Linked DNA regions of Sus scrofa: region 1 is linked to region 2. Evidence: chromatin contacts called from public Hi-C data. All regions are on one chromosome and are shown on one strand. Each heading gives the region's core, a stretch centred on a gene start, on an enhancer-like site or on the middle of the called end of the contact. The rest is flanking DNA. Distances are from core to core; before and after follow the strand shown.

Region 1 (2,700 bases), core at 18-2,517, 48 kb before region 2:
GGGTTCGATCCCTGGCCCAGGAACATCTGTGTGCCTCGGGCGCAGCCAAAACTATTGTATATATAGGAGTTCCCGTCATGGTGCAGTGGAAACAAATCTGACTAGGAACCATGAGGTTGCAGGTTCAATCCCTGGCCTCAGTGGGTTGAGGATCCGGCATTGGCCGTGAGCTGCCGTGTAAGTTGCAGACACAGCTCGGATCCTGCATTGCTGTGGCTGTGGTGTAGGCCAGCGGCTACAGCTTGGATTAGACCCCTAGCCTGGGAACCTCCATATGCTGTGGGTGCGGCCCTAAAAAGACAAAAGACCAAAAAAAATTGTATATATAAAAATGTATTTAATCAAAACCCAAAACACTAAATAGCATCATCTGGGTAAGTGCCTGGCCCCACAGTACGTGCTCAATTAATGCTGGCTGTTGGTCTTATCATCATCCACAAACATTTGTGGAGCGCCTTTTATGTGCGAATCATCATACTTAGGCTGCATCGGGAGGCAGAGGAGGACAAAGTTGCTGCCCTCACCTGCACACACAAAACCCCCCAGATGCCCAATAGCAGCGTTTACTTTGGGAGCAGTGAGTGCTCTAGAAAATAAAGGCTTTAAGAGTTGAAATGAGCGAGATCATTTCCAGCTGGCCTCTTCAGGGGAGGTGGGGCTCGCGCGAGGCACTGAGGAAAGGGGAAGATTTCAATAGGCAGAGACAGGGGGATCACAAGAACATTCCAGGGGCAGAACAGAGCTTGGTTCAAAGGGCAGTGGGACTTGGTGGGCATGCGCAGACGTTGCTGCGTGGACATTTGGCCCCCGGCGGCCGGGCTGCGGGATGCGATCGTGCCGGATCCCAGGCACGCCGTAGCGGGCCTCCCCCTCCCACAACTGAAATAACACAATCTCTGGCCCCAACCCTTCCGGCCCTTGGAATGAGGCCAAGATCGACTTTCTCAACAATTCTTGACCCTTGCGGACCAAACGTAGAATGGGAAGGGAAGTAGCCACAGCGATTTTAGAGGTGGGGGGTGGATCCTCTCCCCTAAGCACTGGGGTGGGGGCCCAAGTGCATGCAGGGCACGTGCAGGGAGTGGGGGGGGCGGGAACGTGAGTCCGGGGGCGCGGGGTGTGTGCACGTGTGTGTGCGCGCGCTGCGACGTGCGGCGTGTCTGGGGACTGATGCGTGAGCGTGCACGTCGTCATGACAGGCAGCATTTCCTGTGATTGTCTGCTGGGATGTTCCGGGCTGAGTTATGCGTGCAGGGTGTGCTGACCACATTCCTCAAGGCTAATCTTTCTGAGCCACTGAGGAGGCGGCAGAGGGAAGCCAGCAGCCAGCAAAATATGTCCACGGAACGCGCCCTCTGCCCTCCTAGTATTTCTGGTCGGGACTCGGGTCTCGCGGAGGGTGGGTGGCACCGGGAAGAGGCAGGGAGAGGTTCCCCCAGGGCCCTGACGTGGGTTGCCCCTGCAGGGGCAAATACCACGCCTCGGGTCACCCATCAAGCATCCTGACATCGCCTTCGATCTGGTGCCTGTGCGTCTACACACACAGTGTGTATAGAGAGCTCGGGAGATAAACACTTAAAAAAAAAAAAAAAAGTTAAAGCTTGATTAGCTGAACACCACGAGGCCCTGGGAAATTGAGTTTAAGAAAAAATTTGGATAATTGGAACAGCGGAGAATATCAAGAATGTTAAATACACAAGTCAGCTGAGCACACAGAGTTTACGGCAAGCTCTGATTAAGACGAAGTTTCTGATAATCAAAGTTTTAATGGCAGAGGCTCATTTGAATTTCTTCTGTCTAAAAGGGAGATTAGCTAAAGTGTGCATGGAATATCTCGTGCTATTTTCCATTCTTCCCAACGCTGGTCGAGTCACAGACATGCTTTTCTAATGTAGGTATTTATTTCGTAAAAAGTACTCTATCCTTTCGGTCTGCCCCAAACTACCCCAAACAGGACTTGTCACAGATGTGTTTATCAGATTGTACTGCAAACGCGAGGAGAAGGAAAGTCTGCCTATCGTCTAAGTGATTTCAAAATCAAAGCCATCCCAGGCACACCAGAAGCCTAAAGCAGCCAAGAGATTGGCCAAGTTTATAAACTTCCATAATATGTTTATTGCACGGATGGCAATTACCCAATATCCCTGCCCTCCTGGGTCTTAGATCAGAATATTTCCACAAAAAGAAATCTGTGTTTGACTGCATTTAACCAGTCATAATTCCAGATGTCTGGAATGTTCCAGCACCAGGCGTGGGGGTGGGGAGGAAGAAAGGAAGCTGTTGATCATTCAGCTACAGTCTCGTCGTCATCGTCGTCTGCAGTGGCGCGTCTAGTGAGGCTGTTTGCCCCCCCCCCGCCACCGTCTCCCCGCCTGAACGGCCAGGTGTCACAGGCGCAGTCACTGAATGGAGGGGAAGTGGCTGTCCCCAGCCACAAGCAGGCTTTTCTGTCCGCCTCTGGAAAGCCGACACGTCACATCAGAGACATCATTTCTTAATGAAATGGCTAGCGTGCACCTAATTTATGCCAGGATGGAAAACGCTGACGGGGCAGAAAGGACACTTGCTTCTGCTGTTGCAGGGAGCACATGTGGACCGCATCACTCGGGAATGAATCAGACCCGCGTCCCAGGGCAGTCGGCTGAGAGAACTGCCTCCTTTGGAGCTCCTCTAAAGTGTTAAAGATATTTACTGCCTGTG
Region 2 (2,816 bases), core at 104-2,603:
TAGAAAACGGGGTGGCGGGGTGGGGAAGAGATAACGATACGGTATACAAGTGCATTCTATTGGATTACCTGCATATATGAATTTTTTAAAATCGCACCCTCTCTCGGGCCACCGGAAGGAGCAGGACAGGTAGCGGCTCTCCAGATGGCAAAGGCAGTCCCCCTGCCCAGCATCTCAGAATCGTGGGTTAAGGTAGATAATGCCTTCCAAGAGATGTCACCACGCAGCTGGTGAGGGCTGGGACTCCGGAGTGAGCCGCACAGATGCACCGATCACAGTGTTCCTTACGTGGTCTGTAAGTTAAAAAATAGCCACTGAGCTGGAAGTCACGCTCCCCGCCCCCACGCCGCCACCACCACCGCCGCCACCGCCGCCGCCACCACCACCACCGGCAGCCTGTGGAAGGGAAGCTACTGAACCTTGTTTGGTGGGTGTACACTCCTTTCCTGTTATATGTTCAGAATCATTTCAAATGCAGTTCCAGGCTGCCTGACCCCGAGCAGAAGCCTACAGAGAAGGAACAGGTGTGTGTGTGGGGGGGGAAATGGCTGAGACCAAGTAAAAGCTGCTTTGGCTATGTGCCCCAGCAAGTTCAAATGCTGCCGGGCTGATTGGCTGGGGGGTAGGGGTGGGAGGTTAATATATTTTTGAATAAGAGTTTCCTGTTATCTGCAAACAGTCAAAAAACAGCTAGAGAATTTATTAAGGTGTAACAGTCCTCTTAGAAGGAACAGTGCTCGGGGCTGTTTTCTCTAAAACCACTTACCGTCAGTGATTCCGTCTATCGTTTATTCAGATACTCACTTCACCAATAGTTATTAGGTGCCTACTATGTGCCAGTCACCATGCAACATGGAAAATATATAGCCTGGAAGCAAACACTACGTTTTGTAGCTGGGCCTGTACTTTTTACTCCAAGGTGAGAACTAGCATAATGTTTAAACCGCCCGGGGCTCTGGGAGACCCAGGTTCATATTCCAAGTCACTTACTAGCTGGAGTACTCTCACAGAGTCATTTAACTGAGCTTTCTCGATGCCTCAGTTTCCTGATCTGTAAAGCAGGAGGGCTTGTAAAGTACTCAGCACAGCGCCGAAGTGGGAGCTACTATTACTGTTTAGCACAATCCCCCCACCTCACCCGAGCTCTGATCCACTGCTTAGAGTATTTCCGAGGCCAGCCAGACCCGAGGCTGGCTAGACCCTCTGCCGCTAGGCTGTGGCCCTGGAAATCAGGTCAGGCGCTAGTCAAGGCGGCGTGTGTGTGTGTGTGTGTGTGTGTGTGTGTGTGTGTGTGTGTGTGTTGGGGTGGGGGGGGCTTTCTTCGCGCGCGGCTTTCCCCAGGGCCTCCGGATAGTCTAAAAACTCACTTCGGAGGAGAGGAAGGAGCGTGAAGTGGCTCTTTCGATCTGAGACATCCCCTCCCGGATAAATCCCTCCCTCCCCCCAGCCCAGCGCGGAGTGAAATCTTAGAAGCTGCCGCTGCAAGGTTTGAACGGAATGCCGGAGTCGGTGGAAGCCAGAGCTGGTCGGCCCGAAGGTCAGCGAGTTGTTTTGAGTTCTCGTACCCGGAAGGGGGGGAGGCAGGGAGGAGAGGACGCCGGGGCCCGAGAGACCCCGCGTCAGAGCAGAAATTGTTTGTGCTCCGGAACAGGCAGCTCAGCGGAAGCCGCGACGGGGGCGGGTCACGTGCGGCGGTGGCGGCGCAGCTGGCGGGGGAGCCGGGCTGGGACAAGGGCCGGGCCGGGCGGGGGTGGCACGGGGCGGCGGCTTTCGCAGCCGAGGGTGGAACCGGCGTACTCCGGGCGCTGAGAGCGAGTGGCGCCCGAGCCCGGGGCGAGGAAGGCGCGCGAGTTATGGAGGGGCTGGGGTGGGAGCCGGCGTGCTCGGAGCTCCGCGTGGTGCGGCGCGGGCGGGACGAGGGATTCCTGGGGGGTGGCGGGGGGTACAGAAGCGGGCCCCCCAGACAGGAGTGGCGATAGCGGGACCGACGCGGAGACCGCGCGGGCGTCTGAACCTCAAGAATGGAGGCGCCGCTCCTGTAGTCGCCGGCCTTGTTTTCTTCTTGCACGCAAATCCCGGAACGACCGGAACCGCCATCCCTGCCTGCGTCCCAGGGGTGCCTCATTACGCGTGGGGGAGGCTGCATCCCGCAGGGCGACTCCGGGCGGGGAGGGCTGCCGAGGCGGCTCCGCGGAGGCTGCGGGCTGGAGTCGTAGGGCACACGACCCACGCGCCTCCCCCCCCCCCGGAAGAGCGGGCGAGAGAAGGCGCGGGCCGTCTCTGGGGGCCTCCCCGGACTGTAGGAGCCGTGCAGGAGCCGCAGAGCGGGAGAGGGTGCTGAAGAGAGACCATCGGCCCCACCTTGAAGACAGGGATGGCCTCGTGGCCGGGGATGAGGAGTCTCACGCTTCCCCAAAGTGGCGAGCGCTACTCCAGCGTGGGAGGGAAAGGACACAAACTTGGCCATTCGCCGGAGCCCTTGAGAATGCCTGACTTCGGTACCCCTCCTCCCCAGAGGGGCCCGAAGAAGTGTCCTCCTCTGCTCCATAGTCCACGAGGTTCAAGTCCGAGGCCTGGAAAAGTGGAGAGTGTGGCCAGGCCTTGGACGGGAAACCCTCCCACGCTCCTCTCCGACGCCACGCGGGAAAGGCGCGGAGCCGTGGCCCCGCAAAGTCGTCCGTCCCCGTCCCCCGTCCCTCCCCCACCCCGCCCCGCCAACGGAGAAGGGCGGCTCTTCCGGAGGTGGGGGCAGGGGGGGAATGACCTCAGAACGGGGAGTAGTTGCTAGTTCCCTTTCCCGCGACCAGGTCGCAGGA

Evidence for each region. A called contact is a pair of places that touch in the nucleus more often than the background predicts.
Region 1: a contact with region 2 is called in a Hi-C map of liver, with 3 times the contacts expected there. The contact joins the enhancer-like site here to the promoter of BCOR in region 2. A contact is called at or near these places in 3 of 47 Hi-C or Micro-C datasets (heart right ventricle, liver and skeletal muscle) and 1 of 2 datasets of contacts at active chromatin or transcription factors (skeletal muscle).

What each region holds. Positions count from the first base shown.
Region 1 is chrX:35,937,343-35,940,042 of Sscrofa11.1, reverse strand. The region is part of intron 1 of LOC110257747 (a long non-coding RNA gene); the gene reads right to left. Among named protein-coding and RNA genes, the nearest start is that of BCOR, 48 kb to the right of the region's middle. Within about 2 kb of position 1,267, at least 19 of the 83 cell types and tissues checked have an H3K27ac peak or open chromatin away from gene starts, as enhancers often do. A contact at or near this core is called in liver, where this site is marked.
Region 2 is chrX:35,889,550-35,892,365 of Sscrofa11.1, reverse strand. BCOR (BCL-6 corepressor) reads left to right here and starts at 1,353. Exons shown (of 14, transcript XM_021079595.1): 1 at 1,353-1,537. LOC106506945 reads right to left here. Exons shown (of 4, transcript XM_021079602.1): 1 at 1,566-2,816; 2 at 69-293.